Regions from separate parts of the Danio rerio genome. Here region 2 is linked to region 1. Evidence: chromatin contacts called from public HiChIP or PLAC-seq data. All regions are on one chromosome and are shown on one strand. The core of a region is the stretch at or near the end of the contact, and the rest is flanking DNA. Distances in the headings are between cores, read along the strand shown. Region 1 holds the start of fbxo45 (F-box protein 45). Region 2 has its middle 42 kb from the start of tecrl2a.

What was found. HiChIP or PLAC-seq counts read pairs in DNA pulled down with a chosen protein or histone mark.
Region 2: a contact with region 1 is called in an H3K4me3 HiChIP or PLAC-seq map of embryo, with 4 times the contacts expected there. The contact joins the enhancer-like site here to the promoter of fbxo45 in region 1. A contact is called at or near these places in 7 of 18 Hi-C or Micro-C datasets (caudal fin, embryo, hematopoietic stem cells and 1 more) and 3 of 4 datasets of contacts at active chromatin or transcription factors (caudal fin, embryo and gastrula embryo).

Annotation. Positions count from the first base shown.
Region 1 is chr24:32,617,464-32,621,421 of GRCz12tu, forward strand. fbxo45 (F-box protein 45) reads right to left here and starts at 2,235. Exons shown (of 3, transcript NM_200595.1): 1 at 1,746-2,235. The coding sequence starts at 2,078.
Region 2 is chr24:32,793,558-32,797,515 of GRCz12tu, forward strand. No RefSeq gene overlaps it. Among named protein-coding and RNA genes, the nearest start is that of tecrl2a, 42 kb to the right of the region's middle. Within about 2 kb of position 1,699, at least 4 of the 62 cell types and tissues checked have an H3K27ac peak or open chromatin away from gene starts, as enhancers often do.

The DNA of each region.
Region 1 (3,958 bases), core at 985-3,484:
TGCATCAATGTATCATGTCTGATTTGTCCGGAGACACAGTGACAAGCGTTTCTTTGTCAAATCAGCGTTGTCAAATGTTGATGACGTAACCGCACTGATTCCGGAGCCTCTGAAAGTCCGCGAATGTTATGTGATATACAGCACTGGAAAGCTGAGAATAAATAATAATAATAATAATAATAATAATTCTCTTCTTTATGCCAATCTTTGAATTGTATGAATCGGATCAGTGGATCAAAAGTTATTAAACATTTAAGAGCAATACTTATTTTTAGCCGCGGGCGGCTGTCTCGGTCTTTAAGGGTTAAAACCGTTGATATGCAATTGTTCATGGTATGATAATCATGCACGTTCAAATCGTGGTAAACCGTCATACCGGTATATTGTTACAACCCTATGTGTTACTTTCTTTATATGGGTAAAAAAAATTAGGCATGGGCCGGTATGCATTTCTGACGGTATGATAACTTTAAATAAAAAGATCACTGTTTCACAGTATTGCGATTATTGCTCTAAAATGAGTTCATTTTAAATGTTTGGGTTAAAAAAAAAAAACTTTTTCCACATTGAACACAATATATATTTTATTTTAGGAAACATATAATATGTTATAACATATTAAAATATTTTGAAACAGTAAACATGATAGGCTAAATATTGAAAATAAATCAATGACTTCTGCTCTCTTCGTTAGTTTAAAAAACACTGATTTCTTTACATCATGTTTTAAAAAAAAAACAAAGAAAAAACTCTTACATATACCTTAGGAACGGTATAACAGAACAAATTGCGGTTTTATAACCTTGACTTTTCTAAACCATGGTAAACAGTGGAATCGGTTATTATCCCATGCCTATAAAAAATAACAACTTTAATAATTAACAATATATGAAAACAATATTTTATACAACGAGAAATAATCAAGCATTTCAGAACAAGAATCTTACAAGATCTAGTCTATAAAAACTACTAATTAATTTTAAATTGATATATTTTGCCAAATGCTAGATTTAATGCATTTGTTAGCAAGGGGTTTTAATAATTCCAAATATCTCTTTTTGTTAACATATTTTCAGATGTCCAGGTAAGAATTACATTTGTTTTGATTTTACATAAATGTTACGCTAACTACAGAAACATTATTTCACATATGTGTTGACATTTTTATTTGCAAAAGTTATTAAAAAAATTAAAGAAAACTCTCATTATTATTGCTATGATTTATTATCATTTTCATTATTGAATAGGATGGTTTATGCTTTCTTTCATCAGTCATATCTTATGTTCATTGCATGAGTATGGTAATTGTTTAGAATAAATCTTAAGCTATCACACGACCTGTCAGTAGAATATTTCAAAAATTAAGTCGTCTATATGTATATGACCAATTGTCAGGACATTTGTGCCCATCAATTGCAGACTACCTATTGATTTGCCTGTCTCTGGGCTCAATATTTACAAATGACGTCATACTGAAGACCATTAGCGCCGTCTCGGTAGTTTACCTAGTAACATAACTGTATCAAAAAGATATGATGAAATACGAAAATATTAAAATAATAAATTGACCTTTCTTACTTTAAACTAAAAGCAAATAATACAACATTCTCTCACCATTCATGCACTGAAGAAAATATGTCCATTAAACAGAACAGGAATTCAGAAATGTTATGCATGATCATAAGTACTGCATTGTTGTTTATGTTAAAGAAGGCATTAATGAGAATTGAGCTACACAATCTTACTTTTCCTTTATATGAAGCCAGGTTGCAGAGGATATCAGAGCGCATCGCTTCATCACTCAGTGAACGGGCGCACAGACTCCGCCACACCTCGCTGTTTTCATCCGACAGACAGTTGTTCCAGTGCCAGCAAACGAGCGAGCAGTTTAGCAGATCCATCAGCTCTAGATATGAGAATATATGCTCGAGAACACGGCTCGGTAACCGGCCTGCGATGCCCGATCCTGCGCTTAATAATGCGGCAGAACCGGCGCCCGACGCGGAGGAGCAGCAGCCCGCGGCGGCAGCGCCCAGACCCGCGGACTGCGCCCCTCCAGTGGCCACTGCGCCAGACATGACAGACTCCTCCGCCGAGAGCAAGCGTTGATATCGCCGCACAGCCGGGTTGAAGAGCGGGTCAGAACCCCGCCGCGGCCCCGTGAAGCACGTTCGCTTGACACATCTCCCAGTGTTATTGCAGTTGCGGCCAAACGGATCAAATCTAAGCTATGTGACTATTGTAAAGGTCCTGGACGGCGTGCGTTCAGTAAATCCAAGTTCAGTGATTAGAATGGATTTAAGAAAATTTCAAATTCATTTAAATATCAGTAACTTTTTACACGTACCGTAACGTCCGACATTATAATATGGTAAACGTGGTATGATATCTGTTTCTGCTTCAAATTAGAAGTGATAACGGATTCGTGAATGAATCATTATTGTGAGTCGGATCGTTTCAGTGAACTGATTGAACTGGTCTACAAAACCGGTCTTAAAGGGATAGTTCCCACTAAATGTCATCATTCTGTCATCGTTTTTGGACTCATAGACCAGTTAATTTTTTAAATGTTGAGCACGTAATTAATTACCTATAAAAATGTTATAGTATTTTTCCTGTTATGGAAGTCAGTGGGGTATATGCACACTGACTTTTAATTTCAGCCAGCCTCAGCGCTTCCGCTAAACTGTCTTTCCATTATAAAATTGCCACATTTAAGGTCTGATTTCTTTCAAAATCAGTTGTTTCCACTGCATGCTAGATTTACAATATAAAGCAGGCCTGTAGCCAGTCTGGTAAAAGGGGTAGTTATTTTTTCTTAAAAAGTGGACCTTTGCTTTCTCTTGAGGAAAATGCCTTTATATTTGTTTGACTACTGTAAATGGCACACTAGAGGGCAAAAGAGACAATTTTATGTTGAAAACATTTACTCCACTGAATTTTGCAGTTATTCGCCTCATTTTCTGTTTAATTATGAGGTTTAAATACTGCATTTTAGTGACATTTTAAGCACTTTTTGTTAAAATAGCTCGTCAGATGGTCATCAGAAACAAACCTTTTATTGTACCAAACCTTTTTTTTTACATTTTGAAAAAACATATTTAAAATACTTATTTATTACATGATTTATCATTAAGAAAAAAAAAAGGATTCATTACATTTTTAATTAAAAACTGTAGCTTAATTAAATTTATTAGGCAAAATATTCTGGCCAGCACATTTAGCTTTCTTCTGTTAGAACTTAAAATACAATAACAATAATAGTATTAATGTAGAGCTTCACAAATTTTTATAGATTTTTCTCTTGTAAAAAAATTCAAAGCCTGATTAGTATTAAAATTAACTTTAATATGGACCGCTTTTGGTGCTTCACACCTTTTTATTGATCTTTTTTTCCATATATAATGTCCAAAATTTAGAATAAAAGTTACTTGTAAAATGTTTTCTCTATTTACCAACAAAACAGTAGGGTCAGTAGTGAAAGATGGCTTTACTCTTGTCCGATTGTATGTTTTCTTGCACAGATGTTGGACTCATGAAAGAATATTGGTTTGCATTGGCCAAAACCGATTAGTTGAAATCACGAATGGATTCCGTTTGGTCCTTGGATGGGTTATTTTCACAATTTATGATGAAAAAGCAGTCAAAACAGGACAAATCAGCCAATGTGGGACAAATTCTGTACCCTTGTCAGTAGGGGTGGGTCTTTCGAGCCACCATGAACCACATCACTGCCTGTGAAGTGGGTTTCAGATCAAACAAGAAGCCCGGCGTTAAATTCCATTTCCCCCGCCATGTCTTTAAATTATGACAGTTTATTTTACTCCTGTTCTATTAATGGAGTTTCTGCGCTCGCCTGCTGACCCTGACATCTCGTTTAATGCTTGAACAACTAAATGAATGCTTAACTCTATTTAACTGAATGTGTTGTAATCACATTACAATATCGATGCTGTAA
Region 2 (3,958 bases), core at 449-2,948, 180 kb after region 1:
AAAAGCAAAAACTGCCTCGTTTTCAGAAATATTATAAAAATATATTGGGTTTTTCCCTTAAAGCAAGCTAAATAATCTGCTAATTGGGTACGGAAAATAAACTTTCTTCAAAGCTAAAACAAGATTATTTTACTTACCTGTTGGCAAATTATTTTGCTTGTTTAAAGAAAAATTTCATTTATGTTCATTTTGACATTATTTCTGATAACATGCCTATATATTTTTTCCTGACTAGACTAAAAAAAGCCTCTTGATTTAGGAATTTTTAGATATTTAGACTAGAAACGAGACAAAACAGTGTTGAAGTCAGATTTATTTATTTATAAAGTATTTAATTATGTAATTTGCAACACTGGCTCATTGTGAAAACGTACCCCTGTATACGTTTCTGGAGAGCGCAAATTATGTAGCCAAAGCTAAGTATGGCTGCATTTCGTCTTTAAAATTAATGCTACGGGGCGGTATAATGCCACCGACGGCTTCTGTTTCTTTTCGCGCTACTAGCTGACTGCTTACCTCCATGTGGACTGCTTTTCTGCTGCTACCACTTTGCCCAATGGCTTGCTTTGTATGTCGTCAGATGTAAGATGCAGAGAGATGTTGACCACGATGACGGGGTTCGACTCCAGCAAAGAACGATTAAATAAAGTAGGTAGAACAAAAACAAAAGGCAAAAAATAAACAAACAAGTAAATAACAGGGCGAGAACATGGTAAGATCTGAAAACGTTGTAAAAATCAGGAGGCCACGAGGGCTTTTCTTTTTCTGGATTGTTTTTAAAAGTTTAAGTTTTAAAAGGGTTTAGGGAAGGTGGTGGGTGGATCAGTGCTTTTGGAAACACTGTCGGTTGGGTATAGAGAATGGGGTGGGTGGGGATATACGTTGGCCGGTCGGACCGTCTGTCGGTCAGTCAGTCAGTCAGGTAGTCGACAGCGGCCTCTGGTAGATTTGCACAACAACAGCAGGCTCGAATGGCACTCGTGAGACAAATTTGAGATCTGAAAAAGCGTACACAGTGGCTTCTGGCGGATACGCGAAAACAAAAGCTGCAAAAAAACGTGGCTCCTGAGACGTATTTCCTGCTGTCCAGAAATGTATGCAGGGGTATGTATCAATAATAAGACTGGGTTGGTAATTTGCCACACTTGTAAAGTGCCAAAAAAGTTCGAGAATACACCTGGAAAGTGATTGAAATGTGTTTAAATTTAGAAACCCTATAAATAATTTCATATTTCGTTGTTTATTCTGTCAGATGTATTGTGGCTCTCCAAAGTACATAATACTTTCTTAAAAAATATATATAGTATCTTTCAGGGGAAAACTTTCATTTTGCTGTACAGTATTTTGTGAAGGAGCCTATTACAACAAACAGGAAGGTGTTGTTTCTTTTCTTACCCCTTGGAAAGGATCCCATCAGATGAATCCCTACACCTTACCAGGCTTATCTGCTTGACTAGAGCGCAGGCATCCAGCAGGTTTCTTGGCTTTGAACCGACGGAGTCCTATGGGAGTAATTACTGCAGTCTTAGTTTGGCTGGCATTATCCATCAGCACTTGCCAGCCTGTCTTAAGTTCAAGCACACTGTATAATGTGGCGCCAGGCATGTATATGACTCACAAGTCCACATGTACACACTTGATGCACAAATTCACCTCTGTGAGTGTCCTTTCTGGAAATACACTGACCTTGTGTCTGTTTGTTCGGCTGGTGGATTGGAATGCTGGTTTCTGTGTTTGTCTTATTACCAGTTAATGTATATTAGAAACGTTAGGGATGTTTATTCTGTTACCTGTGACTGTAACATTCCTTTCTTCTCACGGATCATGGTGTAAACGTAGCTTTTCCTATTAAACATTTACCATGGTAGCCATGGTTTCATACAAAATAATAGATACTTCAGATTTTGTTTTTCCAATTCATTCTTTGTTAATAATATTTTAAAAGCTTTTTAAATTTGTTTTAAAATAATTATAAATACACTAAGAATAAATATAAAACCCTCTGATCAGTTTTTTTCCCCCAGGTGATGTTTAACGGAAAATATGGAAGCCCATTTCTGCCACAGAATAATAAAAAAATAAATGTTTAATAAAATGTAAAAAAATATATATAAATAATTAAATATAAATAATAAATTATAAAGTCACAATACCAAGTTATAGTTGCAATTCCGAGTAATAAAGTCAGAGTTCTGAGTTATAAAGTGGCAATTCCGAGTTACAAAGTCAGAAATCCAAGTTATAATTTCGCAAATCCGAGTTATAAAGTCAGAATTCTGAGTTATAAAGTTGCATTTCCGAGTTATAAAGTCACAATTTTGAGTTATAAAGTCAAAATTTAGAGTTATAAAGTTGTAATTCCGAGTTATAAAGTCAGAGTTCCGAGCTATAGTGAGAATTCTGAATTATAAAGTCGCAGATCCAAGTTATAAAGTAGCAATTTCAAGTTATAATGTCAGAATTCCGAGTTATAGATGCAATTCCGAATTATAAAGTCAGAATTCAGAGTTATTAAGTTGCAATTCTGAATGACCTGGAATTGTGACTTTTATAACTTGGAATAGCGACTTTATAACTCGGAGTTCTGACTTTATAACTCGGAATAGCGACTTTATAACTCGGAGTTCTGACTTTATAACTCGGAATAGCGACTTTATAACTCGGAGTTCTGACTTTATAACTCGGAATAGCGACTTTATAACTTCGAATTTATAACTCAGAATTGTGACATTATAACTCGGAATAGCGACTTTATAACTCGGAGTTCTGACTTAATAACTCGGAATAGCGACTTTATAACTCGGAGTTCTGACTTTATAACTCGGAATAGCGACTTTATAACTTCGAATTTATAACTCAGAATTGTGACATTATAACTCGGAATAGCGACTTTATAACTCGGAGTTCTGACTTAATAACTCGGAATAGCGACTTTATAACTCGGAATAGCGACTTTATAACTTCGAATTTATAACTCAGAATTGTGACATTATAACTCGGAATAGCGACTTTATAACTCGGAATAGCGACTTTATAACTTCGAATTTATAACTCAGAATTGTGACATTATAACTCGGAATAGCGACTTTCTAACTCAGATTTCTGACTTCATAACTTGCAATTCTGACTTAAAATAATCGTTTTTTAATCTCATTTTTTTAGGTTATACAAAGTTTAACTTAATATTTTTAGTTAGTTTGATTAATGTAATTTGAGATGACTAGAAAAATTAATGAGATTCGACTAAAAGAAAGGCAACAAGAGTTTATTTTACGGTGTGGAGCCATCTTAATAACTTTCCAATCTTGTATTCCTTTAGGGAAGGTATTTTTTGAGCCCGAACCATCAGGTTTGGTGGCTGGAGTGTGTGTGGAGAATCTGTATAAGGTGTTTAGCGGCAGCTCTAGACCTGCTGTGGATGGTCTGAGTCTCACCTTCTATGAGGGTCAGATCACTGCCTTCCTCGGCCACAATGGTGCAGGAAAAACTACCACAATGTACGTACAGTCTCCAAACTCACCGATATTGATCTTTGTTTATATATGGTAACATCATGCGTTGGATGTTTTCTCTTCTTTTCTACAGGTCTGTTCTCACCGGCATGTTTCCTCCCACCTCTGGCACAGCATACATTTATGGGAAGGATATACGAACTGACATGGACGCCATTCGTAAATCTCTGGGAATGTGCCCTCAGCATAATATCATCTTTCACCAGTTCGTAAACCTTTATGTGTTTTCACTGTGAAGGATGTTTATACATCTGCTGTGAGAATACTGATCTATTATTTATGCAGCTTTTTCTTCTGAGATAACATTTTATGATCTCATTAAGCTACCACCCCCAAACCAGGACTAGTCTGACTCTAAATGTTTTTTATTTTGTGTCTGAAATCAGGTTAAACTGGTTTCAAATCATGCTAGCAGCATACTAGAACATTAGCAATGTGTTAAATCA